2 separate regions of the Mus musculus genome follow, and region 2 is linked to region 1. The links are chromatin contacts, called in public HiChIP or PLAC-seq maps. All regions are on one chromosome and are shown on one strand. Each heading gives the region's core, a stretch centred on a gene start, on an enhancer-like site or on the middle of the called end of the contact. The rest is flanking DNA. Distances are from core to core; before and after follow the strand shown.

Evidence for each region. HiChIP or PLAC-seq counts read pairs in DNA pulled down with a chosen protein or histone mark.
Region 2: an HNF4G HiChIP or PLAC-seq map of pancreatic cancer cells shows a contact between it and region 1. The contact joins the promoter of Mucl3 here to the enhancer-like site in region 1. A contact is called at or near these places in 16 of 39 promoter capture datasets (the 3T3-L1 cell line, 3T3-L1-derived adipocytes, the C10 cell line and 10 more), 2 of 15 datasets of contacts at CTCF or cohesin (both in embryonic stem cells), 93 of 484 Hi-C or Micro-C datasets (the AML12 cell line, B cells, the C2C12 cell line and 42 more), 15 of 115 datasets of contacts at active chromatin or transcription factors (CD8 T cells, the NIH/3T3 cell line, a colorectal cancer cell line and 7 more) and 5 of 9 other capture datasets (adipose tissue, embryonic stem cells, liver and 2 more).

Annotation. Positions count from the first base shown.
Region 1 is chr17:35,593,474-35,599,516 of GRCm38.p6, reverse strand. Gm41577 (a long non-coding RNA gene) reads right to left here. Exons shown (of 3, transcript XR_876776.1): 3 at 3,943-4,052. Among named protein-coding and RNA genes, the nearest start is that of Gm41577, 7.9 kb to the right of the region's middle. Within about 2 kb of position 1,931, at least 12 of the 459 cell types and tissues checked have an H3K27ac peak or open chromatin away from gene starts, as enhancers often do. A contact at or near this core is called in the HL-1 cell line and pancreatic cancer cells, where this site is marked.
Region 2 is chr17:35,641,408-35,647,145 of GRCm38.p6, reverse strand. Mucl3 (mucin like 3) reads left to right here and starts at 3,451. Exons shown (of 3, transcript NM_001033366.3): 1 at 3,451-3,559. The coding sequence starts at 3,478.

The sequences.
Region 1 (6,043 bases), core at 682-3,181:
TCTGCCTCAAAAATAAACAAACGAATACACACAGAAAAGCAAAAAGACAACACAGGTAAGACTGACTTACGGTGACTGGGTCTCCTGAGAATGGAGTTGTAGAAAAGGAAGCTTCCTTGGTACCGGAAACAGTTGATATGTTGGCTGTGCTCTTACTGGCACAGCTAAAAATGTGTCAAGATTGGGCTAAAGAGACAGATCCGTGGTTAAGAATGTTGCTCTTTCTGAGGACCCTGGTTTGGCTCCCAGCAATGCATAGCTGCTCATAACCATCTGTAATTCCAGTCCCAGGCACTCTGATGCCCTCTCCTGACCTGCAAGCAACACGTGCACATGGGGCCCTCACATACGTGTAAAATGTCCATACACATAAAATAAAAATAGGGACTGGAGAGATGGCTCAGCGGTTAAGAGCACTGACTGCTCTTCCAGAGGTTCTAAGTTCAATTCCCAGCAACCACATGGTGGCTCACGACCATCTGTAATGGGATCCGATGCCCTCTTCTGGTGTGTCTGAAGAGAGCAATGGTGTACTCATATGCATAAAATAAATAAACAAATCTTTAAAAAAAACAAAATAAAAATAAATAAATAAAAATAAATTCAATGTTTAAAAACCATAAGATTTATGAATATTTAAGATCTGTACAAGAAGAAGAAGAAGAAGAAGAAGAAGAAGAAGAAGAAGAAGAAGAAGAAGAAGAAGAAGAAGAAGAAGAAGAAAACAACATCCGGGCATGGTGGCACATGCCTATAATCCCAGCACTCGGGAGGCAGAGGCAGGCAGATTTCTGAGTTCGAGGCCAGCCTGGTCTACAAAGTGAGTTCCAGCAGGACAGCCAGGGCTACACAGAGAAACCCTGTCTCGAAAAACCACAGGGGGGGAAAAAAAGATCTGTACATTACAGTGTTGTAAATTTTACCGCGTTAAAATAAGAACAATGTAAAGGGTTTTATAAAATGATATCCTGAAGCAGTGATTCATTGCTCAGCTACCTGATTCGTCACAGAGCTCTCTCCTCTTCAGCCATACCTTTATTTTAAGACCTCCATCCTTCCTTCATCCTTGCATTAAATGTACAAAGAGCCTGCTTGGAGCCTGAGAAGGTCCCAAGAAGATGGGGAGACGGGACACACAGGGCGGGGAAGGCTCCAGGGATGACCTGCAGGTCACCGTGTGGGCAAAGAGACAGGTTTATAGACAGATGAGTGGCAGGCTGTGCCCAAGGCTTTTCAATTGTCCTGCCCCAGAGGGAGGCTAGAAACTTGGCTCAGAGGTGGGGCTGCTCACAGGCAGGAGACAGGTGGACCATGAAGAATTTGGGGAAAGAAACAAGAATCCAAGAATACAGGCTGCAACTACAAGCCAGGGCGCGGCCAACGAGGGTCAGAAAGATTGTGGAGCTAGAAAGCGTAGCACAGGAAAAACGGTGGGGTTAACACAGCGCTAAGGATGCCACACAGAGGAGTCAGGAGTTAGGCCTGCCATAACAGGAAGCCAGCCAGCAGGGCAGTATAAGGAGTACGGAACAAAACACAAACAAAAGCAAAAACCAAGAGCAGGTTGACCACTGAACAAGGGGAAAATGGAGGACAGAATCAGGCCAGAAAGCTCCACCAAGCCCCAGCAAACAAACACACACACAGCCAGGGGATCCCCAGCGTGAATGGGAAGGAAGCAAGAAAAATGAGGATTTCAGGACATCTCTGGCCAGAGCTTTCATTTATTCTTTAATAATTACATACATGTATATACTGGACCTTGACCATACCCACTTTCAGCTCCTCTGTGCCAACATATCCCTCTCACAATGCCTCACACCCCAAAACAACCCCTCACCTTCACCCACACACACCCCAGTCCACCCAGCACACCCCAGCACACCCCGTTCATATTTTCACATTTTCTTTATTTTTCCAGTGACTCACTGAGTAAGCAGGAGCTGCCTAAAGGAACATGGATGATCTACCATTGGCCACACCCCCAGAGGAGAACCATCTACCTGCACCAGCAGCCAGCAGCTGACAATAGCTCCTCAGATGGAGTGAGTTTGGGGTGAGATCTCCCGAGTCTCTCCCCATTCATGCTGGGGTGTCTACTATCTTGATCGTGTGCTGGTCTTATGTGAGAGCTCAGAGCCTCAACCAAAACCACAGAGCAGATGGAGCAAACTAGGAGGGTAAAGTCATAAACAAAGCCCACCCACAGGGACACTTCCTCTGCCAGTGTCAGTCTCCTAAACCTACCCAACAGCGACCCCAACTGGAGACAAAGTGTTCAATACCAGAGCCTATGAGGGACTTTCCTACTCAAACCACCACAGGATGCATTTGAGGGAGTATTGGGAACTGGGGTAGAAAGGAGGCAGGAGTGGGTTTGGGGTGTGAGAGAGAACTTTGCTGAGACACAGGGAGAGACAGAAAGAAAAGAAAGAAGAAACTGTAGGAAAGATGAAGGGGAAGGAGAAGGAATGTTGAGAGGCTGAAGAGAAGGCAGAAAGGGCAAAGGGGGAAGGGGAGAGAGCACAGAAAAGGGGAAGTGGCAGTCAGAAAGAAAACACAAAAATACAAACAAAAGGGCTGAAGAGATGGCTCAGTGTTGGGAGCACTGACTGCTCTTGCAGAGGTCCTGAGTTCAAATCCCAGCAACCACATTGTAATGGCTCACAACCATCTGTAATGGGACCCGATACCCTTTTCTTGTGTGTCTGAAGACAGTTATAGTGTATTCACACACAGAAAATAAGATAAATAAATCTTTTTTAAAAAATACAAACACAAGTTAGGTGTGCTGAACACAGTAATCCTAGCACTTCAGGGCTGAGGCAGGAGGATTGTGAGTCTGAGGCAAGTATAAACTACAGAGTTAGGAAGATGTAATTCAGTCGAGAGCTTACGTCACATACAAGAAGCCCTGAGTTTGGTCACCAGCACTGTATAAAGTAGGGACGGTGATGGGTACTGTGATCTCACCATCTAGAAGGTAGAAGCAGGAGGGTCAGAAGTTCACGGTCATTCTCAGCTACAAGGAGAGTGTGAGGCTAGCCTGGGCTATGTGAGACACCGCCTCAAGAAACAAAGGAGAGAGAGATGGCTCAGCACTTGAGAGCATTTGTTGCTTTTGCAGAGGACCTGGGTTTGGTTCCCAGCACCTATGTCACCCATAACCACTTGAAACTCTACCTTCAGGGGCTCTGACACCTTCATCGAGTTTATGGGCGCTTGTATACATGTGGTACACACACATACACTCAGGCAAATGCGCATAAATATATATTTATATATTTACATGTATATTATATTTAAATTTATATTATATTTACACACACACACATATATACATATATAATTTTTTAAAAAATAAAGTATGACCTAGGCCTCTGTGTTTCTCTAAGACTTGACACGGTGTCTTCCTTTCCTGCCTCTCTTCCAAAGATCAAGCCTCGCCGTGTTCTGGGCTCCTCGAGGAGGAATGGCTGCTCATCTTGTGGTCTGGACCTAAGAAGCAGCTGCTCACTGCGATTTTTTAAAAGTGGCAGCTTGTGAGCCGAGCCAGCCTGTTCGGGTCGGTAAAGCCTCTTTAATTGATGACTGAGGCCATTATACACTGACCTCTGCCCCGAGAGGCAAAGCCACAGCCCCCGAAACATTTACACACGTGAGTAAAACCGAGGGTGATGAGCACACAGTTAGAATGCTCAGGTAGTGACACCTTGAAACATTCGGAAGGAATTCGGGAGGGAAGTGGCCACAGATACTTGATTCATGCATTGGTCATGTGCAGCACTTACCGGCAGAGGCGGGGAGCACAGCTCAGTGGTAGAGCTCCTACTTGGCACTAAGGAAGCCTTGGGTGAAATCCCCAGCACCCACAAAAGTTCTAGTAGAGGGTGCATTTGTGACCTTTCTTCCTGCTACCACAAAACACCTGACAAAGAGAACTTGGGCAAGTTGGCTTTATTTTGACTGGAATGCTAGGGTATAGTCCATCACGGTGGGGGAGGCTGGCAGCAGGAACCTGAAGAGATCGGTAGTCGCATTGTATCCAATATCTGGAAACAGAGGGAAAAGATGAATAAAAGATGAATGCAGTTACTCTCGCTTGCTCTCTCTCTCTCTCTCTCTCTCTCTTTCTCTCTCTCTCTGTGTGTGTGTGTGTGTGTGTGTGTGTGTTCACGCGTGTGCTGTCTACCTAGTACCCTCGGAGTCTAGAAGAGGGTATCAGATCTCCTGGAACTGGAGTTATGGATGACCGTGAGCCACCATGTGGGTGCTAGGAACAGACCCAAGTCCTCTACAAGAGCAGCAAGTGCTTATAACCGCTGAGCCTGCCCCTCCAGCCCTCCATTTCCCTTCTTTATTCACTTCAGGATCTCTGCTCTCGGGATCATACCACCCGCATTTAAGGTGGGTCTTTCCACTTCTATTTTAACCAAACCTAGAAACTTCCTCAAGGATGTGTGATGTCTCCTCCTGGATCCTGAGGTGCTGACCCTCCCAGTGCGGGATGGTCACTTTCTCCAGCTCCTCAGCCTCCAAACCAGAACTAATGCAGGGCATGGATGGCTCCCAAACACCAGGCCCTCCTCATCTTTCATAGACAACACAAAACAAAGGTGCACGGTATGGAAAATAAGAGGTACAACTACACCCCTATATCCCAAAACGTTAAATTTTTATTTTGTTTTTTGAGACAGGGTTTCTCTGTGCAGCCCTGGCTGTGCTTAGAACTAGCTCTGTAAACCAGGCTGGCCTCGAACTCACAGAGACCCACCAGTAGGGTGTGTTGATTGGTTGAAGATGGTTGCTGGTTTGTTCTGGGGACGTTGCTCTACAACAAAGAGCGGCCCTGATTTCAGGAGATGGGTCTAATCTGAGCCATCCCACAAGAGGAGGAAGCATAAGTTAGGGACGACCTCTGACTACAAGAACACCTTCACCTCTGTGAATCCAGGACTGAAGTCTCTTGCAGAGGATCCGGGTTCCATTCCTGGCGCATACCTGGTGGCTAGAATTTTATCCTTTTAAAATGAACTAATATTTATACCAATAAAAGCATGTGGGGCAGGAGCTATGGTAAAAACCTGCTAGCTTACCAAGGCAACCTTTTTTTAAAACTATTTACAAAATAATCTCTTTACAAGCCTGATTCTACAACTAAACTGCTAGCTCTTTAGAAATCTCTTTTTATCCTACCACACCACACTAATCTATCTTTATTTTGAGCTCCTCCAAATTCACAAGGGCTCCTTAGGTCTCTTCCCTCAAATCCTGTTTTATCTGTGTCCTGCCAGCTGCTTCTCTGCAAGCCCAGCGAGAAAATCCCTATCGCTAACCTGGAGAATCCCTATCGCTAACCTGAGGCTTCCTCCATGAAGCTCTTCTAAGCCAAACACAAGAGACCCCAAAGAGAGTGCCCCAGAAGAGCGCCCTCAAAAGTCCAGCTGCTATAAAGAAATCTCTAGCTCCTCCCCTACACACTTGACCATGTCACCGTCATGGGGTGGGGCTCCAATCCAAGTCTATAGAGGCTGAACCATTTCACCCTAGTAACCACAAGACCACTCCCAAGCAATTTGCCTTAAAATAGACAGGAACTTTCGATTCTTATTTATCAAGCCTTTAGAGGCACACCCAAACTTCAGGATCTTTCCTTTCCTTTCCTTTCCTTTCCTTTCCTTTCCTTTCCTTTCCTTTCCTTTCCTTTCCTTTCCTTTCTTTTCTTTTCTTTTCTTTTCTTTCTTTTTTTGTTTTTTTCGAGACAGGGTTTCTCTGTGTAGCCCTGGCTGTCCTGGAACTCACTCAGTAGACCAGGCTGCCCTCGAACTCAGAAATTCAGGATCTTTCTAAGCTTGTATATTTTACTAACAATTAGGTTTTCTATGAACCATAATCCAATAATCTGCAACGACCATCTTTAACGCCAGTTTCAGAGGATACAGCACTCTATTCTGACTTCCATGAGCAATGCATACACATGCTGCACATACATAAAGCCAGTGAAATAGTCATACACAATAAATTTTAAAAATATATACAATAC
Region 2 (5,738 bases), core at 2,202-4,701, 46 kb before region 1:
AGCAGGGTGATGACCCACGGCCAGAAGATACTCTTTGGGGATGGCAGGACCATCTCTATTCTGTCATAGAGGGCTCCATTAGAACCTTCATCCCTCACCCTCAAGTCCCTTCTTCCCTAAATATCAATCAAGCTCTTTAGCCTGCAACACTTCCTTGCTGACGGAGCCTCTTTCCTTTGCTGCATGCTGACCACCCAGGATTGCCCCTCACCCAACTTCCTCCCTTCATGGAAGGCGAAGATGTTCTATAATGCCCCACCTGCCCTGTGATGCCCCTCTGGGCAGTCCCTTCCACTGGTCTTCCAGGTATTGTAGGCTTCATGGCTAAGCAGACACTGATCAAAGTCTGGTTTCTGCCCCTCACCAGGTGTAGCTTGGGCAAGCCCCTGGTGCCAGGCTCTCCTGCCCTCATCTGGAAAGAACAAGCTGGGATTGTTGACCTTATCTGTTCTCACAGGTGAGATGTCTTAATACACACATAGGTTCAGCCACCAGGAGTCAGGAGGACCCTGTGACTGGCAACCTCTGCGTCCAGCACAGAGAAAGCCACCTCTTGTGACCGTAAGTCTTCATCTTGGGCCAGGCATGGTGGTTGGTACATGCCCATTATTCCAGCACATGGGAGGGGCACAAGGAAAGGTCACAGTTCAAGGTCATCCTCAGCTACATAGCAAAATCAAGTTCAGTTTGGAGTACAGGACACCTTGTTTCAAAACACACACACACACAGAGCAAGAGAGAGAGAGAGACAGAGAGAGAGACAGAGATGGACAGATACACAGATGATAAAATCTAGCCAAGTAAAACACAACAAAACATTAAAAAAATAAATAAATAAAGGACAGGGCTGGAGAGGTTCAGAATGCTAGCCTCTCTTCAAGAGGACCTGGGTTTAGTTCCCAGCACCCACATGATGACTCACAAATATCTGTAACTCCAGTTTCAGGCTCAAACTCTCTATTCTGGCCTTTGTTGGGACTGCACAAAGGTAGTACACAGACACACATGCAGTCAAAGAAACCATACACATAGAAAACAAACACAAACAAACCAACAAAAACCTCAGAACAGAGAGGCTACCAGCCTCCACCTGCCCCAGGTTCCTCCTGTCTAGACACTGGCGTCTTCTGTGAGTGTCCTGAAAAGCTGGAAGCTTATTCCAAGAAAACCTTACCCTCGCTCGGCACTACTGACATATCAGGCTGATGGTTCTTCAACTCAGAAGGTGTTCCAAGCTCTACAGAGAGCCAGTGTGTCTCCAGGCTCTTCCTGTGGCACACATTGCCTCTGGGGCAGGACTAGCTCCTGGATTTGCCATATCTCCCTGCAGGGAGGCAAAATTGCCCCTCTCTGCAGAGAACCAGTGCCTTTGAGACTAGGGACCCTAGAGGAAAGGTGACAAGTAGAAAAGAAAGTAGCAGAAAAGTAAGTTGTCGGGCTGGAAAGATGGCTCAGAGGTTAAGGCTGCTCTTCCAGAGATCCTGGGTTCAATTCCCAGCAACCACAAGGAGGCTCACAACCATCTGTAATGGGATCTGATGACCTCTTCTGGTGTGTCTGAAGAGAGTGACAGTGTACTCACATACATTAAGTAAGTAAGTAAGTAAATAAATAAATAAATAAATAAATAAATTTAAAAGGGTGTCAGTTACTCCCAAGCCCAGATAGAGCCTGCCTCAGTTTCTTCATCCTGCAGGCTGCCCTGTCTATTCTACAGGCTGCCAGTTCTGAGCCATCAGTCTTCCACCCAACTATGGAGGCTCATTAATCTCCCATTAACTGAGCTAATAGGCAGTTGGTCTCCTTTCCCCTTCTTTCCTGATCCAGCCCTGCCTAAGGGTGTAGGCACTTGTCACAACAGACTGGGAGTCCTGTGTGTCCCTGTTGCCATAGATCCTGCATTCCCCGAGGATCTCCTCACTCTCTCTGCTACCCATTTCCCTCAGGAAACAGCAGCCCTACTTCCAGCCCACCCAGGTGACTCACCTGTATGTTGGGCACTGACCTAGATACTGGGGCTATGGATGTGAGGGGGACAAAAAATATTGTATAAGGGTCTGCATTCTATAGGAGGCCAGATTCTATAGGAGACCCACATCCTATAGGGGTCCACATTCTATAGGAAGCCTGTATTCTATAGGGGGTGTTCACAGTGTAGGAGGCCTTCCAGGGAACCAGTTTTAGGGAGGGGAGGGGGCTTCTCTCTCTCTCCAAGATCTCCAGTGGGACTGGTGTCCAAGTGGATGAACTCTCAAGTGTGGGTTCAAAGCAGATATGGAGGTAATTCCCCCTGAGTCCCACAGCTGAGACCTTTCAATGAAAATGGGAAGGCAGAGCTTCTAGACATAGGAGGTCCACATTCTATAGGGCTCCACATTCTATGGGAGCTCTACATTCTATAGGAGGCTAGATTCTATAGGAGTTTGCATTCTATAGGGGTCCATACTCTATAAGAGGTCTACATTCTATAGAAACTTCACATTCTATAGGAGCTCCACATTCTATAGGAGGCTCACATTCTATAGGAACTCCATATTCTACAGGAGCTCCATATTCTATGGGGGTCTACATTCTATAAGAGCTCCACATTCTATAGGGGTCCATAGTCTATAGAAGGTCTATATTCTGTAGGGGTCCACATTTTAAAGGATTCCACATTCTATAAGAGGATCCACATTCTATAGGAGGTGCACATCCTATAGGAGTCCACATTCTATAGAAGTGAGTCCACATCCTATAGGTATCCACATTCTGTAGGAGTCTGCATTCTGAGCAGGGGTAAATGCAGCTTTGAGACGGAGGCAGCTGCTATACTGGGATGGTACAGGAAAGGAGAGAAGGGACAAATGTCCAATAGGCTGGACATGTGGTGTAAGTCCCAGGGTTCCCTGCCTGTCTTGTCCCTGTCACTGCCTCAGCTTCCCCCCACAGCCTGTCCTACCATCTTACACATCTGAAAGCACTTGGCGGGCCACGTGAGGGCTGCCTCAGTCCCTGCCCTTTCACCTGTTCCTAGGGACAGCTCCACCCAGGGCAGAAAGCGTGACCATGTGTGAGTAAGGGGCGTGGAGCTGGCTGACGCCAGAGACACAGGAGGGTGAGTGTGCACCTCCTCCCAGAGCCCGGACCGGTCCAGCGCTCTGTCCAATCCTTCAAGAGCATGGACAGTGGCTCAGAACCTGCAGGCTACCCAGTACTAGCCCTTTCTTCTGTAGGGGCTGGATCAGGAGGCTGGCCAGGTACTCCACCCAGATCCTTCTCGTGTCCCCAGATCCCACCCCTTTGGTGGAACCCAGGTACCTAGCTCCATGACATAGCTGCGGTCTCCCATTATCAGGGCGCCCCTGTGGGGTGGGGCAGGTCCATTTGCTTAAGGCTTAGTTCAGAGTAGCCCCAGCCCCTGTGACGTCAAATCTGACCCCTTATAAGATGAAGGGTCCCTGGTCCATAGTCCCTGAGCAGCCTCCCAGCTCTGACATGGCTCAGCCGACCAGTGGCCTCTATTCTACTTTTGGCTTCTTCATCTGCCTCCTCTTCTTTCCGGCTTCTTGGGAGGCAGGTAGGTAAAGGGGTCACCGTTATTGAGGGGGAGGGCTTGCAATCTCAGTATTGATTGGTCTGGATGACCACTCACAGAAATGAATGAGGCAAGAGGTATGGGTAGCCATGAAGAGTTGCCCTGTGTATGCAGGTCATACAGGAGAGGAATCTCCATCCTGCTGTTTCTTTTGAGACGTGGTCTGAGGGGCTATACCTGCCCAGAGCTTCAAGCTTGCATATAGTGTGTGGGCTTAGCTCTAGGGAGCAGGAGAAGGAGCTAGCACACACTGGGCATTTACTACGTCAGGAGCTCATTGATTCTCATGGTTCTTAGCTCCCATCATCTCCTTAATATCCCACTGAAGGTCAAGGGTATCTATCTTCCAGTGGAAGAGGTATATTTGGAGAGGTAAAGAGAGCATACCTGAAGTCACACAGCTGAAAGGGGCAAGTTCTGTGGGACAAGGGCACGGGAGGGCTTCAGAAGGCTCTTTGCAGACCTGTCTCCTCCATTTGACTCACTCGCCAATGTTAAGGCAGGAAGGATGCTGCCCGTCAGTGCCAGTAACTAGGGTACAACCCGCTCAGCATCAAACATGGTTCTGGGGGTTTTACCCTTGTGGCAGCTCAACAAGGTGCTGTCCCCATCTGATAGGTTTGATAAGAAAAGTTTGCTGGGCAGTGGTGGCACACACCTTTAATCCCAGCCCTTGGGAGGCAGAGGCAGGTAGATTTCTAAGTTTGAGGCCAGCCTGGTCTACAGAGTGAGTTCCAGGACAGCCAGGGCTACACAAAGAAACCCTGTCTCAAGAAACAACAACAACAAAAAGAAAAAAATAGAAAGAAAGGAAGGAAGAAAGAAAAGAAAAAGAAGGAAGGAAGGAAGGAAAGGAAGGAAGGAAGGAAGGAAGGAAGGAAGGAAGGAAGGAAGGAAGGAAGGAAAGTTTAATATGGCAGATGATGCTAGGGTAGAAGGTGGCATTGCTAAGTTGGTTCACTTCATTAACAGACAGTGCTGAGACAGTGCCAGGGAGCAGAGATGGCAAATGTAGGGGAACTGTGAGGGGGCTGAGGCCTCTACAGGAGGGTCTCCATTGTATAGACAGAAAAGCAGAGTTCCCACATCTCTAAGATGTTAGAGATGGGGCAGGAGGGGAGGGGGTTAATTCTGGAAGCTCTTGGGGCATAACAAGCAGCATATTCTTCCAAGAAGGCTCAGCTAGGGGTAAAACTAGGTGGAGGCTCCTACCCCGAGCTCAGGATCTCGCTGGGGTCCCATGGAATGGCAGGGGCAGGGGTTGAGACTCTTTTGTTGTTGTTGTTTTGTTTTTCGAGACAGGGTTTCTCTGTGTAGCCCTGGCTGTCCTGGAACTCACTTTGTAGACCAGGCTGGCCTCGAACTCAGAAATCCTCCTGCCTCTGCCTCCCAAGTGCTGGGATTAAAGGCGTGCGCCACCACGCCCAGCTGAGACTCTTTCAGTGCCTCTGACAGCCTTTATTTTACAGAGGACTCTGTTGGTATCCCGACCTGAAATCCATGCTCCTCCTACCCAGGGAGCTGAAGCTCCCTGAAGTCTCAGCTTCCCTGTCTCTGAACTTACCTGCTCCTCTTTCCCCGCGTCAGCGGAGGTCTACCTGGTGCCAAGCTGCTGCACAAGCAGAACAGATCTGTAGGGTCGCAGAGGAGAAAGCTCGTGCATTAGAACACAGGAGAAAGCTCGCTATAGTCACCTGGAGATTTTCATCAGGACAGAAGGCAGGATTCGGCAGGAGTAAGGGGCGTGGTCAGGGAGGGCTCTTGGAGCATGGCAGCGGGGAGGGGGGTGGGGGTGGGAGTAGGAGAGGGGCAGAATGCAGGGAGAAGATTCGGGGTTCACAGGTACATCTGAGCGAGTTGGTAACATGTAATGAGGACAAAGTATGGGCTGTGAGCCAGGGCTGGGCATATGTCTGGGTTTAGCAGAGAAAGAAGTCAAGGGAGGGAGAGAAGAGGTCACCCAGGGTGGGTGAAGCCCCTGGAACACTGTTCTGGTGTGGCTCAGCGTCTGTCCATGATACCTGTTTGCCCCCAGAGGCAGGTTGGTGCAGAGGTCCAGAGCCTGCACACAGCATTAAATCCTGCACACAGCATTAAATCGTGCACACAGATTAAATCGTGCACACAGATTAAATCATATACACAGATTAAATCGTGTACC